2 separate regions of the Pan troglodytes genome follow, and region 2 is linked to region 1. The links are chromatin contacts, called in public HiChIP or PLAC-seq maps. All regions are on one chromosome and are shown on one strand. The core of a region is the stretch at or near the end of the contact, and the rest is flanking DNA. Distances in the headings are between cores, read along the strand shown. Region 1 overlaps RUNX1 (RUNX family transcription factor 1). Region 2 overlaps LOC134809253 (a long non-coding RNA gene).

Region 1 (7,843 bases), core at 2,004-4,503:
TAGATCCTCAGTAAGGAAGGGCAGAGGTTGGTCTGTTTCTTGTTTTCAAGAGGGCACCGCGCTGCGCAGTTAACAGCCTGCGCCGCTCCGGGGAAACCCAAATGTCCCGCGATCCCATCGAGTCAAGGAGCAAAAGCTGTGATTGCTATCAGCTTTTTGTCGGGCTTCAAACTCAGGGTTTATCGGTTGAAACTCCTAGCTGAGCAGCTCCCACGACGCTGCCTCTGAAGGCTAAACTCGGTGCATGCAAGGCTGGGACCAACTTTCCTTACTCGATAAAGGAACTTGACTCCCTCCTGGGAGACCGCAGCCCGAGTCCGACTCGCAGCCCCCGTCGCGGGGTTTAGGGTTTTAGGCAAGCGGCCCGAGACCCAGAGGAGCCTGCCTGGACCTTTCCGAGGGGCAAATCACCCGAGTCTGCTATTTCCCCTGGAGTCAAAAGCCTACTTTTGGAGCCGCCACACCCTCGTGCCCCCTCCCGCATCTCGGGGGTCCCGGGGGATGCACTTGGGGGTGGCCCCAGGAGCCCTGGGTGGGATCTCGGGGAAGTGCATTGGAGACCAGGCGAAAAGGTTTCCCTTGCCCAGAACTTGCCTCTAGAGCGGGCCGCGTCCGAACCCGCAGGCAAAGGCGCTGCGGCCCCTGCGGGCGGGCGGGCGCGCGCGATGCACTCTGCTCAGGGACAGAGTTAGAAAGAGGACGTTTGGGCGCGGGGAGGGGGGGATTTACAACTGGAATTAGGCTTTAAAAAATCATTTTAAAAGAAAAATGTAGTAAGTTTTCTTTCCGAGACCCCAGGTCCATTAAAACAAAACTGAACTCGGGTGCTGGCAGTGCCCAGGGGGAGCGGAGGCGGAGAGGGTTGAGGCCGCGGGCCGCCCGCCTTAGCCCCGGAAGCCCGGGCTCCTGAAGCACAGACAGCCAAGAGCGGCCCGAGTCAAACCCCAGGAACAGGGGCTTCGGGAAGAGACCCCGACCGGGCCGCACAGCGGGGAGTCCCGGTCCGAGAGTCCCCACCTGGCCGGCTGCGACTCTATATTGGAACCTCGGAAACGCGCCTTGGCCGTTCCAGCTCAAGTGGGCTCTGGGGCGGCTTCCTGTCTTTTATCCTCGAACGCTAGTTCTTCCCGGGCGACCCGAAGGCCACGAGGCGGGCCGCACAGCCCCGCGCCGTCGGGGGCGTGCCGGGAGCACCGGGGACTGCGCGCGGCGTCCAGGGAGGGCGGCTGCTGCCCCCTGGCGTCCGCCAGAGCCCGCGGCGCGTCCCGACAGCTCCGCGCAGTCCGGGCCCGCCCGGGAAAGGCCTCCACGCCAGCCAACCCCGGCCCCCTCCTGCGTCCGGGCCCGCGGCAACGCCCGGGGACAGTCCCTGCGCGGCAGCGGCCACAGCACCCTAGCCCTGGGGGAGGGAGGAGCGGGCGTCATGGGCCCTGTGAGGTCGGCGAGGGACCCCCGCGCGGGGGAGCTTAATTGAGGGGCTCCGCGGGGACCACAAAACAGCCTGCGGTGGAACGGGGCCGGGATCCGGGGACTGGGTTGCAGCCCCGGGGTGGATGAGAGGCCCCGGGAGGTGCAGGGCCCGGCAGGGAGGGCGTGGAGGGACTCATGGTGACGGGAGCAGCCTCCGCTGGGAGGGAGCCCCGCCGGGTGGGGTCGGAGTTGGCAGCGCACGCCGGGCCGGGGGCGGGGCCCTCCGAGCTCCGCGAAAATGCCCGCAGCACCGCGGGGACCGGCGCAGGGGGAAGCGGCCGCCCGCACGCGAAGCCGGGGTGGGTTCCGCACCTGGGGCCGCTCGAGCGCGCGGGGGCGGGGAGAGGAGCGGGGGCCGCTTCCGGGGAGCCGGAGGGGAGACGCGGGGCCCGGGCAGGCTGTCCAGCTGTTGCGGGTGCCGGCGCTACAAGGCCCGGGAGCGAGCCGCGCGGCTCCTTTCAACTTTCCTTCCAGCCGCGCGTTCTTGGGGTCTTTCGTGACTAGGAAACTCCTCGCGGGCCGCTGGCGCACGCAGCAAGTGAGGCGCGCGGAGGGATCGAGCCGCGGCCCGGGCGCAGCGGTAAAAAACACCCATTACAGAAACCGACCCGAGGGAAGACGCTGAGAGCAAACGGCACGCGCGGATGCCGTCCGGCCTCATGCAAGGAATCAGCGCCGCTTCGCCGCAGCTGCCAGCCGGACGGTGCAGGAGCGCGGAGTGGCTCCCCCGGGCCCCGCGGCCAAATTGCACCCCCGCCCTGGAAGCGGAGGCCTGGCCCTGGGCGGCCGCGCAGGATCTGGGGCCGTCCGCGGGCTGCAGCCCCGGTTCGGGAGCCTCGTGGCGGCCACTGCGCCTGCCTGCAGCGGCTCGCGGGGCCAGGCCTCTCCGGGTGCGGCGCGCCGGCCGGGTCCTCCTCGGGCCGGCGGGGCCTGCTTTCTTTTTCCAGGTCTCCGGACCGTGGCCACGCGCGGAACCGCACAAGCCTGCGTGTGGCTGCGGAAAGAGGTCCGCACGCGGGCGGGGCCCCGGGCCAGCATGCAGGCTTGGATGCGGGGCGCGGGGGTGGCCTCCGACTCCCCGCTCGGGCTGCGTACAGTAGCGCGCGGCACGGCGGCGGGGGCGCGCGGGCCAATTCCAGGGGCCGGCGGCGGCGAGCCGCGCCCTGGCTGATACCGGAAAGGCCTGTGATTGGCCACGGCCGCCCCTATGCAAACGAGCTGAGGGAATGGAATTCCTCCGGCCGGGCTTACAGTAAAAGCACGTTCATTTCCAGGCACTCTCATTCATAGAGCCAGCGGGCGCGGGCGGGACGGGCGCCCCGCGGCCGGACCCAGCCAGGGCACCACGCTGCCCGGCCCTGCGCCGCCAGGCACTTCTTTCCGGGGCTCCTAGGGACGCCAGAAGGAAGTCAACCTCTGCTGCTTCTCCTTGGCCTGCGTTGGACCTTCCTTTTTTTTGTTATTTTTTTGTTTTTCCCTTTTCTTCCTTTTGAATTAACTGGCTTCTTGGCTGGATGTTTTCAGCTTCTTTCCTGGCTGCGAACTTTTCCCCGATTGTTTTCCTTTTACAACAGGGGGAGAAAGTGCTCTGTGGTCCGAGGCGAGCCGTGAAGTTGCGTGTGCGTGGCAGGGTGCGTGGCAGGATGTGCGTGCGTGTGTAACCCGAGCCGCCCGATCTGTTTCGATCTGCGCCGCGGAGCCCTCCCTCAAGGCCCGCTCCACCTGCTGCGGTTACGCGGCGCTCGTGGGTGTTCGTGCCTCGGAGCAGCTAACCGGCGGGTGCTGGGCGACGGTGGAGGAGTATCGTCTCGCTGCTGCCCGAGTCAGGGCTGAGTCACCCAGCTGATGTAGACAGTGGCTGCCTTCCGAAGAGTGCGTGTTTGCATGTGTGTGACTCTGCGGCTGCTCAACTCCCAACAAACCAGAGGACCATCCACAAACTTAACCAACATACCCAAACCCGAGTTCACAGATGTGGGAGAGCTGTAGTACCCTGAGTGTCATCGACTGGGCCTTCTTATGATTGTTGTTTTAAGATTAGCTGAAGATCTCTGAAACGCTGAATTTTCTGCACTGAGCGTTTTGACAGAATTCATTGAGAGAACAGAGAACATGACACGTACTTCTAGCTCAGCACTGCTCCAACTACTGAAGCTGATTTTCAAGGCTACTTAAAAAAATCTGCAGCGTACAGTAATGGATTTCTGTGGTGTTTAAATTCTCCACAGATTGTATTGTAAATATTTTATGAAGTAGAGCATATGTATATATTTATATATACGTGCACATACATTAGTAGCACGACCTTTGGAAGTCGCAGCTCTTGCTTTTCGGGACTGAAGCCAGTTTTGCATGATAAAAGTGGCCTTGTTACGGGAGATAATTGTGTTCTGTTGGGACTTTAGACAAAACTCACCTGCAAAAAACTGACAGGCATTAACTACTGGAACTTCCAAATAATGTGTTTGCTGATCGTTTTACTCTTCACATAAATATTTTAGGAAGTGTATGAGAATTTTGCCTTCAGGAACTTTTCTGACAGCCAAAGACAGAACTTAACCTCAGCAAGCAAGATTCGAAGAAGATAGTCTCCACTTTTTAATGCACTAAGCAATCGGTTGCTAGGATCCCATCCTGGGTCGGAGGCCGATCCGCAGAACCAGAACGTTTTCCCCTCCTGGACTGTTAGTAACTTAGTCTCCCTCCTCCCCTAACCACCCCCGCCCCCCCCCCCACCCCCCGCAGTAATAAAGGCGCCTGAACGTGTATGTTGGTCTCCCGGGAGCTGCTTGCTGAAGATCCGCGCCCCTGTCGCCGTCTGGTAGGAGCTGTTTGCAGGGTCCTAACTCAATCGGCTTGTTGTGATGCGTATCCCCGTAGATGCCAGCACGAGCCGCCGCTTCACGCCGCCTTCCACCGCGCTGAGCCCAGGCAAGATGAGCGAGGCGTTGCCGCTGGGCGCCCCGGACGCCGGCGCTGCCCTGGCCGGCAAGCTGAGGAGCGGCGACCGCAGCATGGTGGAGGTGCTGGCCGACCACCCGGGCGAGCTGGTGCGCACCGACAGCCCCAACTTCCTCTGCTCCGTGCTGCCTACGCACTGGCGCTGCAACAAGACCCTGCCCATCGCTTTCAAGGTACTGGCCCGGAGAGGGTGGTGGGAGGACAGGCGGAGGCCGGCGAGGCCGGGGGAGATCCGCGAGGGCAGCGGCCAGGCGGGCGGGGCCGGATTCTGGAAAGGGGCCCCCGCAGCCCCGGGTCGGTCTTCCTAGCTTGGGATGTGGGGGATGCTGTGTTGCCGTGGCGACCCTCGGGAGGCACTCGTCTCAGCTTTTTGGGGCGGCCTCCTAGGAGGGCTGAAAACATCAGGGTTTCCCCAAAGATATCCACTGGGAGCCGGTCGGGACCTCCCTGGCAGGGGCCTTAGCTTTGATACAAAGTAGGAAAAGTTATAACCCAGCCCGGCAGAGACAGCCCGTCTGCTAACTTACTGCTGCCCCTACCGCTGGATTAACACCCAAACCATTTTGTCTTCCTCAGATGAAAGGATCAGGAAATAAAATAGTAAGACTTTTCTGCCTTCAAGTCAGTGAAAAGAAACTAACAAGGGAAACTGTCAGGGATTTTTTTTTCCTTTTCTCTAACCGCCCTATAGGAATTAGCATGTCCAAAGTCCACAGCGGGCGTAGTTAAGTTTGCACAAGTTTTCTGAAGAGTTCTCTGAGCTTTTTAGCCTGCTCCTGCCAGAAGCCGCAAGTATCGAATCTTGTTTCTTTTCCCGGAACCGTTCTGAATGCTATCATCAGCTCACCTAGATTAAGCCCGGGGTAGCGAAAGGTGACGAGGCTGTTTTCGGAGAGCCAGGGGTCCCAGCGGCCCGCTTTCCTGCTAGAGGAGAGGGGGCGGCGCGTAGCCAGAGACTTCAGCGCGGCGGCTCCAAAGATCTCCCTTCACTTTTCACCCCTGATCATCCCCAAAGCTTTGAGCTGCCTTTAAAAACCTTGACCTTCAACAGGGGTATGAAAACAACCCCAGGCGTTTCTAAACAATCACCCTACTACCCTAGCAGCAAGCAGTAGGAATTTAATTTCTGCAGTGGAGATTCTGTTTTGTCTTTGGTGGGTTTGAAAAGATGCGACTAAGTAAAATCAGTGCGGGTCATTTCCTGTTCATTTAAAGGGCGAATCAAGGCAGGTGGTTCCAAGTGTAAAGATAAGCTACTAAAAAAAAAGTTTAAATAATTGTCCCCTTTAAGGGGAGATTAATTTAATATAAGCTTTTAATAGTTCCAAGCCTCAGCTGGGTCTTGATCTTATTACAACGACGAATATTCACTTTTTAAAAAAGTATTGTTGCGGTTATTTTTATTAAGCTTTATACAGTTTCCACACTTAGATTGTGATTTCTAAAACAAAACGAAATTTGCGGTTGGCTGTGTCTATAGATTCGCCTCTTTTTCCACTCACTTTTCTAAAAGCAGTTTTTTTGTTTTGTTTTGTTTTTTAGTGGGGGTGGAAATGAGGAGAAGGAACGTGGTGGCTTGCTTGACTCTTTTTTCCTTCCCTCCGTTTACTTAGATTTGGGTTTGGGAGACCATTTTACTTTTAAATCATTCTAACCCTTTGCGTAAATGGACTCAGCGATGACTCTTTAGGGCACCCGCATTGAGAGGGGACCCAACAGGGTTGGGCCATGGGGTCACTATCAGATAAAGAGCAGAGGCAAGACGGGCTGATAACCACCAAAGGCCATTAAAACCTGGCTGCCCCAATGCACTAGGGCTCTAAGAGATTTGTGGCTTCCTTTGGAGGGGGGGAAATCAGGGTCTCTTCTGAACTCCCTCCTCTGCCAGGGAACCCACACTCAAATATATCAAAAGACTAAATGATTAATAAATAATCTTCAGGAATTGGAGCAATTCAGAGTCTCAAGCCATTACATGAAAGTATTTATTTTCTTCTAAAAAATGAAAAATTATACATATTGCTTTTATGAGCTGTCAGAATTCTTTCTAGCAGAAACCATAATAACCATAGAGTTTCCTTTTTAAAATGACTTTTGGCAATTCACTTAAAAACAATTAATTTGTTTTATTGAGTGATAATCTATAGGCCACTAAAAATCCAAATACAGATCTCTTGAAAAAAGTTCAAGCAGATCCCCTGAGAACATTTAGGGGAAAGGAAAGGATAGCAGAGAAATCAGACCATTTGATTATTGTCTGTCACCACCCCAATCCTCATAAAAAGAGGCTTCTTCCTGGAGGAGACCTGCTCACTGCATAACTAGAAGAGTAGACAAAATGTTCAGTGAGACAGTAAACGTGAAGGGATAAAATGTTAGGGATAAAAGCAAGTAAAACATCAAAACCTGCCTACATCCCGGGCTCATTTAGTGTGTGTCCCTGGCTTCACTCTATCTGCCCACCCAACCACCTCCCAAGCAGCTTCAACAGAAATTATTACTTTAAAATTTGGATCTTAAATAAGCCGCAGGCAACCTCCCTAGGAAGTTAACCAGTAAATAATTATTATATTCCCTATGGTAAAGAGAAGCAAATGTGAAACAATGATAAGGCCTGATGATATTGATGAAAAGAGCATTGAAGGCCTTCTTAGGAATCTCCTGAAGTTCTGTAGGTAAATCTTCTACATCAATCTTCTGAACTAAAGAGAGATTTAAAATTATGAATTTTCTTTAAAATAGATTACAATAACCCTACTTGCTTATTTTGAGCCCCAACCTCTTCTCCCCCTACTCCTTCCCTCCCATGGAACACCTTTATTTTTTACAGTATGAGAGATACATGTTTTTTACTACTAAGAAAACCTTAAGTTTGCTGTGTGTTTTGCTGTACTTACAGAATTAGCCTAAAAAGCTGTTTTGATGACTTAGGATGTATTTGGTAATACCATGGTGTTATAGCTTGTTCAGGCCCTGGTACACCAGAGTCCAAAGACGTAAACATGCCTTCAGCAGGGAAGTTCAGAGGTCTTGGATTCTGATGATAATATTCTTTTCATAAAAAGGAAATAAGTAATATTTTTGTCGGCAAGATCACAGTCCCTAGCTATGCCTTAAATATCATCTCAGCTGAATTCTGTGTTCCACTCCACAGCCTTCTTTGCAACACTGGAAGGTTAACGGATTTGAAGTAAATGAATTGTAACTGTAATTTCAACCTAATTAGAATTGGTTTAAAATGCCAGTTTGGACTGTGAACAGGCTAGCCAAAAACAGTATTGGGAGGTCCATGTAATATAGAAGAGAGTTGATATTTGGCCCAACTTCCTGATACTTTAAAAACAGAGAAGTAAAACAAAATATGAGATATCTTTGGCCAGCAAGTCCCTTCTTGCCTGTTTGGTCTGTGTTA
Region 2 (7,843 bases), core at 2,372-4,871, 540 kb before region 1:
TTAGCAAAATTCGTCAAAGTCTATTAGGGAAACCTTCATGCAGAAGGACATATTTGCAGTTTGCTTTTTAATCTAGAGTCTCTGAAATAGGATTACTAGATAAAATATAGAATGTGCAGTTAAATTAGAATTTCTGATAAGCTACAAATAATTTTTTGGTAAAAATGTGTCCAAATGCTTCTTGGGACATCCCAAAAAATTGTCCATTGCTGCTCTGAAATTTAAATTTGACTGGGTGCCCTGTATTTGTATTTGCTATATCTAGTAACTCTATTTTGGATAAATTAAGTGGGATATTAGTTTTTTGGTTCTTTGGAAAATACTCATACTCCTTAAGTTTACTGCGGCCCCCACCTCTTCTGCGAACTCTGTTGGGATTTTCTTCACTCTCTGGTGGCTTCTTTTAGCCTTGCCTGGATGGCACACTTGTTTACAAAATGGCTTCTTACAGTTTAGTGTGTGTGCAGGTCACTCAGACATCCTGTTAAAATCCAAATTTTGATGCAGGGGTCCTGGGGTGGGACCTGAGTCTGAATTTTAACAAATCCCAGGTGATGCTGATGTTGCTAATCTTTGGGTTGCATTTTGAGCAAAGTGTCTAGACCTAAGTCTTTGGCTGGCCATGGTGGCTCACGCCTGTAATCCCAGCACTTTGGAAGGCCGAGGCAGGCAGATCACTTGAGGTCAGGAGTTCAAGACCAGCCCGACCAACATGGTAAAACCCTGTTTCTACTAAAAATACAAAAATTTGCCGGGCATGGTAGTGCATGCCTGTAGTCCCAGCTACTCAGGAAGCTGAGACAGGAGAATTGCTTGAACCTAGGAGACAGAGATTGCAGTGAGCCGAGATTGTGCCACTGTACTCCAGTTTGGGCAAGAGAGCGAGATCCTGTTAAAAAAAAAAAAAAAAAAAAAGACCCAAGTTCTCATTTCAACTAATCATAAATAAAACTATAAAACGATCATAAAATATTTCTCTATGCTTACTTTTTTAATTTTTGTGGGTTCTTTATGCTTTCAGTTTGCCAGAGAAAATGCTAAATGTTATGCCTTTTGTTAATGGAAGAAAACTGTATTAGGTTGTGAGAAAGTTCTGGAAAAGCACATGTGATTTATTCCAGGAATTGGTTATTAGATTGTTCATTCTTTCACATTTCTGGAAGGACCCAGATGTGTCATTAGAATAATCACATGATTGTATTTGGTTAACAGGCCATCCCAGGAGCCAAGTCCTAAAATGTATCTGTTACCAAGCATGAACACCCTGCTCCAAGTAATTTTTTAAAATAACACTGAACCTTGTTATGGAAGAGCATGTTGAAATGATTTCAGCATCTGCCTAAAAGGGCTCAAAAAGTCTTTTTAAAATGAAAATCCCAGATTAATTTCTGAAGTTTTTTGTTGTCGGGTATTTTGAGCCTTACAGTGGCAAAACCCCAGTGAAGGAGGGGTGATGCCTGTCACTCAGGAGCGCCTTTATTCTTACCACGGCTCCTGCCTAATTCCCATCACCTGGCCCACAAGCAGCGGGCTTCTCTCTTGCACTGGATGAAAACGCTGGGGATTAAATCATCCCCGTGTGGGAAGCATCCTGTCTGCTGGTGACCCCCCGCCACTACTGTGCTGAGAGTCGGGCAGCCAAAGATGTGTTGACAGGGTGTGTGTCTGCTTCTTCTCCCAGCGTCTGATGTGGCTTCGGTGTCAGACATGGGGCAGACAGGGAGGGGGAGGAAGCTGGCACAGAGGAACAGGGGACGGGAACAACTGCTAGACAACTCTTCTGGCAGAAACTTAACTGTTAAAACTTTTGCTGTCAGAGGGAATTTTGAGAAATGAAGCTGGCTAAATGATGAGTTGAAAATGTGTTTCCTTTGAGAGTTGAATGCCATCTTATTGGAGACTCTTTGGACTGAGGTTTGGATGGTTTGAGGTCCACCTCTCTCCCTGTTGGGAATCTCTTAAGACCCAAATAAAAATGAGGGTTGTTTTTTATTGTTTTGAATACACAGAAACCCATGGAATAGGAGAAACTGTGCAAAAGGGGCAGTTAAAAAGTCATCTCCAAGGTTAGATGAGAGTATTGTGTCAATGATCATTTCCTGACTGTGATAACTGCACGGAGCTTATGTAAGAGCATGTCCTTCTTAGGACATACACACTGAAGTGTTTAGTAGAGAGGCATCTTGTCTGTAATTTACTCTCAAATGATTCATAAGGTAGAAAATGACAGAGCAAAAATAACAAAATGTTAATAATTGAGAAATCTGGTGAAGACATAAAGGAGACCTTTGTGGTATTTTGTAATTTTTTGTAAGTTTGAAATTATTTCCAGATAAAAAGGTCTTTAAAAAAAAGTCATATAATTTCTGCAGAATGCTGTTTGCTGTCCAGCCTGGTCCCTCGTATCACCTCCTTTCTGGAATTCCTAGAGCACGTGCCTCTTGCCTTCACAGCCAACACGGAGCTGAGGCTGCTCAGTTCATCTCCGGGAATTTGTGTCATAGCTCCCGGGCTGGCGGGTAAAACCCAGGGGGAATGGGCTATCTCACGGAGTCTCAGAATCTAGCACAATGAAAACCATCAATAAACATTCTTTTTTTATTTTTTATTTTTATTTTTTTGGCTGATGCTCAAACAACCTTTCCCTTCGTTGTGATTTGCTTATGGGAAAGGGAAATCTCTAGCAACATATGGCTAATAGAATTATCTAAATTACTAGGTGTGTGTGTACTGGAGGAGAGTTTACACATTGTCCGCCATCCCACAGTAGGGCTAATTCACACATCTCTCAGTGGGGGCTCACTTACTCCTAGAATGTACACTATCTTCCTGGGTAGAGAATCAAGCACTTTCAAAACAGCTTGATTCCACAAAGAAGGGCGCTGAACCACAAAGAGGATAAATGACTGGGGGATATACAATAAAAGGAACAGAAAAAGAGTTAACACTCAATTTGTATCAATTTGATGACTTTCCATGATCCCAAGAAAGATACCTTTAATCTCCTCCTCTTTTCATACAAGAAAATTCTTGAAAATCTTTAGTTTCAGCTTATCACGAAATGTAGTAATTTTTCCTATAAATGCTAAGAAGCTTAAAGTATTTTAAGTCTATGAAATTAACAACTTAAGGTGTTCTTTGACGTGATTTCCATGCAGGATGAATACTCCCCATGCACATTAATTTCAATATCGTAAGCTGTCTTCTTCCTTTCTCACCAAAATTGAGGTGGTCAAAATGAATCATTTGGGGAATTTTTAACCTCAGAGATCTCTAGGAGCATGTAAACTCTCCAAGATCAGCATTTGTCTTTTCTTTGGGGTAGAAACATTTAGTTTGGTTTAGAGTTGTCTTTTTTAGATTTCTAGAGTGTTTAGATAATTCAGTTTTTTCCTTAGAATGTACTAGGCTTTTTGAAGAATAGGGGTTTACAATTCTGCTTTAGAGCTTACTAACTCGCTGTTACTTCTATCTGTACTAAATTGCTGGTCATTGTTTTTTAAGGTGCTCTGTTTATACTTTCTGAGCTTTCTTACCATGAACTCTTAGTCTATCTCGTTCCTCACTAAGGAAGAGTCATTTGTTGCTCAGAGCCCCCTCTGCAGTTACACGTTCCCATGCAGGAGGTGGGAGTACAGGGCTTCTGGGAGGGCTGATAGATGCTGCAGGCTTCTCATTAGGAGACAAGACAGCATTGGAACGCAGGAGAGCAGTGGGGAGGGGCTGGAGGATCTGGGAGCATTAAATAGCTCTCTGAGTGAGAACAATTAGCGATGTAAGTGTCTTCTTGAAAATGAACTGCTTTGGGGTGAGATTACTTACAAGCACCATCATCCCAGCTAAAATCTCCATAAAGAGTTCCGCAGTTCTGAGAAGTCATCTTTAGAGACGATGCTTATTGGAATTCATAGATAGTATTTCATTTTGTACTCTCTGAAATTAGGTAATGTTCTGGTCACTCCAGAGCCTTTAAAAATGGCCCCAATCCCAAGGGCTTTCATGAAGGGAAAGTCTGGAAGTGCAGGGCTACAAATGCGTGGCTATTTGTGATTATTTATTTTAAGTCAGCATCACCATCAGCATCTTTTTTTTTTTTTCCCTCTAAACTGGATGTAACGTTTCCCTTTTCATTATCAAGAAATGAGCAATGCTTTCAACATAGCAAAAGTACAATATGATTTTTTTTACTTCTAATTTTAAAATATAAAATTGAACTTTTTAAAAAAGTATTTTTTCATCTAATTGATTTAACTTACCAAATTTCATTTTAATAAGCCCAAGAGGGGAGAGAGATAGGTGACATTTTCTGATAACATATTGACACAGAAGCCCTGGAGAAGTGCTGGTGTTATTTTTACTTGTTTACATACAGGAAATATATTGTATAGCCCGTGGAACATCAGTTGAGATGGGATAGATTTCTGAGTTTTGAGGAAAAAAAATCACCTTTTGCTGAAATATTGACACAGTTTTAATGTGGTTTTGACTTTTTATTTTAATTATATTTAAATACAGCATTTTATCAAATAAAATGAAGCCTGACACATTTTTCAAACTATTTCCTGTTTTGACACTTTATGTAGGAAGAGCTTCCAGTGCTTTCAATATGTAGAAAATGTGCATAACATTGATAATTATATCTACTCAAAGTTTTCAGTGACCATTGGAAAGAGCTGAAACAGCCCTGTGATTTATCAGGTGCTTCGGATAATGTAACGATCATAAACCTACAACCCAGTCCATAAAGCACTATATCTGTCTGGCCCAGATAATTGTTTCTAAAGTATTTCTAAAACACTTGTTTAAAACCCTCCCAAGACATTGATATATTTTTGAATATCATATTCGTTTTATTTTTAATATTATGACATTAATTTAGACTTTACTAGTACTTCAATACCTTATTATAAATTGATTGGCAGATGAAAAGGGCACTTAAATACTTATTAAACAACGTTGTACTTTTCAAAGTACGTCTTGGCTCCATATACACAAAGCTATGCCAATTCTTGAGCCCAAGTCTGGCCTGAGGCATGGACTGCTCTGAATGGCCAGGCTGCTGTCAGGGCCCATAGGAAAATAGGGATAAGTGGGATCAGTCCCAGCCAATGTGGTTAGTCTGAGGGTGGGTGAGAGGTGGTTTCTAAAGGAAAATATTTGCATTATAACAACGAGGTGGTTTCTAAAGGAAAATATTTGCATTATAACAACAACAACAACAACAACAACAGGGAAATGGGTGCTGAGTAGGCAAAACCAACAGGTGTCCATTTGGTCAGAAAAAGTTTTTTATTTATTTTATTTATTTATTTTTTGAGACGGAGTCTCGCTCTTTTACCCAGGCTGGAGTGCAGTGGCACGATGTCGGCTCACTGCAAGCTCCACCTCCCGGGTTCACGCCATTCTCCTGCCTCAGCCTCCCGAGTAGCTGGGACTACAGGCGCCCGCCACCACGCCTGGCTAATTTTTTGTATTTTTAGTAGAGACGGGATTTCACCATATTAGCCAGGATGGTCTCGATCTCCTGACCTCGTGATCTGCCCGCCTCGGCCTCCCAAAGTGCTGGGATTACAGGTGTGAGCCACAGCGCCCGACCCAGAAAACATTTTACCACAATTGACCTAACATTTGCTGATCATCAGATAAATGCACATTTAAAAAATTTTGGTGCATTTCTCATGAGAATGCTTTGGCGTATCAAGGACATTTTTCCCTGTACCAAACTAGAAACCAAAAGATGAAAAGGATTGTCTAAGCCAGACAGACTCTCCAGTCAAAACAGGACTGGTTTTGTGAGGTTGCTTTGGGTCCTGTCTCTCCAAGGACTGCATATTTCCTTCTTCGAGCTTTCTTAGTCTTGAAAAATTCATCACCTCACCTTATTCACCCATTATTGCTTCTTGTCTTAAGGTCTTGCCCTGCTTAACAAGTAAGGTCCTTCAGAGCGGAAACCACGTATTGAGTTTCTTTATTCTCCATTACACACTGCTTGGCATATGAAAGACAGCAAATAAATTCTTGGTTACATAATTTTTGCAAATTGGAATAACATATTCTCTAATACACTAGTGAAAGTCACATTACAAGAGACGAGATTGCACAACTTTCTCACATATCAAAAATAGCTCAAATGAATGTTCTGAAGGCCAGCAAGTCCTTATTATTAATTTAAAGATTTTCATATTTTTACTTGATTCAAGGTATTTTAAGTGTCTCATTTCAAAAAATAGTATGCTGCTGTCTTAATATACATTTTACAAGTGATGTCAGAAGGTGAAATGAGAAAACAGGAACAACTTCCATGGAAGATGGTTGTGCTCCATCCAACTCTTACAGTGAAGATTATTGAAGAAATGGCTAATTTCTATTTTTACCACTACTACTCCCATCATCTCTGTCATCAACATCCTCAATACCATGCTTCTTGAGTTCCTGCCATATAGTGAAAAGACTTTCTTCCTTGGTTGTGAAAAATAAGAATTTCCCCAGAGGAAAGACCTAGCTCAACAGGAAATACCCAGCTCTTCAAAACTGGATTAATCACTGCTCCTAATGGAACAGCTGGACCTTCTTACTCTGGTGAAAACAGAAAACTTTTATTTCTTATTCTTGGCAGTAATTAGTTGGCTGACTGTATCATAATCAGGTCCTGGTGATGAGTTTAAGGAGCATCGATTTTTCAAGGTGAGCTTCTAGTTGCAGATGTTGGCTGACCCAGGTCACATTGGCCTGTGGGTACAAATGCAGCTACATTCTTCATTGTGTTCATTTCCCAGGGCTGCTGTAACAAAGTCCCACAAATTGGGTTACATTAAACAACATAAATTGATTATCTCTTAGCTCTGAAGGCTGGAAGACTGAGATCAAGGTGTCAGCAGGGAAGGTTTCTTCTGAAGCTGTAGGCTGAATCTTCTGTGCCTCTCTCCTAGACTCTGGTGGATTTCTGGCAACCTGGCATTACTTTGGCTTATGAAGCATCACCCAGATATCTGCCTTCATCTTCACATGGTGTTCTCCCTGTGTGCATGTCTATGTTTCCATTTTTTTTCTTTTTAAAAAGACACGGTCTTGCTTTGTCACCCAGGCTGAAATGCCAGTAGCACAATCATGGCTCAATGCAGCCTTGACCTTCTGGGCTCAAGCAATTCTCCCACCTCAGCCTCCTAAGTAGGTAGGACTACAGGCATGTGCCATCATGCCCAGATAATTTTTGTATTTTTCGTAGAATCAGGGTCTTGCTATGTTACCCAGGCTGGTCTTGAACACTTGGGCTCAAGCAGTCTGCCTACCTTGGCCTCCCAAAGAGCTAGGATTACAGGAAAGAGCCACTGCATCCACCAAATTTCCTCTTTTTATAAGGACATCAGTCATTTTGGAGTAGATCTAAGCCAGTATGATCTCATCTTAACTAATTATATCTGCAATAATCTTATTTCAAAGTAAGGCCACTTTCTGGGGTACTAAGCTTCAACATACAAACCTTGGGAGATGGGGGACACAATTCACTCATAATAATAGGAAAATTATTTTCCACATTTTGCTGTCACCTCCCCTAGATGACATTACCTAACCTCCTCATCTCTAGTTCTCTGTTTAAGTCTCCCTCACATATTTCTGAGCAAGTATTTCCTAGTGAATGATGGTGCTCTCAAATACACCCATCAAACACTGCTTTCTCTTACCACCAGCCTGTTCACAGAGTACCTCTGCCTCTTCTCCTAGGTACCCTGGCTCTCCTGGGCACCAGCACTTGTGCCCTGGTTCCTTCTGCCCATGACCACTGGCACACCAGCACTCTACAGCATCTCTGGGTCTTGGGGTGATGAGGCTAGTCTGTTTTCTG

What was found. HiChIP or PLAC-seq counts read pairs in DNA pulled down with a chosen protein or histone mark.
Region 2: an H3K4me3 HiChIP or PLAC-seq map of stem cell-derived excitatory neurons shows a contact between it and region 1, with 10 times the contacts expected there. The contact joins two enhancer-like sites. A contact is called at or near these places in 1 of 7 Hi-C or Micro-C datasets (stem cell-derived neural progenitor cells) and 1 of 1 datasets of contacts at active chromatin or transcription factors (stem cell-derived excitatory neurons).

What each region holds. Positions count from the first base shown.
Region 1 is chr22:35,596,746-35,604,588 of NHGRI_mPanTro3-v2.0_pri, reverse strand. RUNX1 (RUNX family transcription factor 1) reads left to right here. Exons shown (of 9, transcript XM_016938507.4): 4 at 4,351-4,604. Among named protein-coding and RNA genes, the nearest start is that of RUNX1, 180 kb to the left of the region's middle. Within about 2 kb of position 3,253, at least 18 of the 24 cell types and tissues checked have an H3K27ac peak or open chromatin away from gene starts, as enhancers often do. A contact at or near this core is called in stem cell-derived excitatory neurons, where this site is marked.
Region 2 is chr22:36,141,634-36,149,476 of NHGRI_mPanTro3-v2.0_pri, reverse strand. All of the region lies in intron 4 of LOC134809253 (a long non-coding RNA gene), which reads left to right. Among named protein-coding and RNA genes, the nearest start is that of MIR802, 290 kb to the left of the region's middle. Within about 2 kb of position 3,621, at least 2 of the 24 cell types and tissues checked have an H3K27ac peak or open chromatin away from gene starts, as enhancers often do. A contact at or near this core is called in stem cell-derived excitatory neurons, where this site is marked.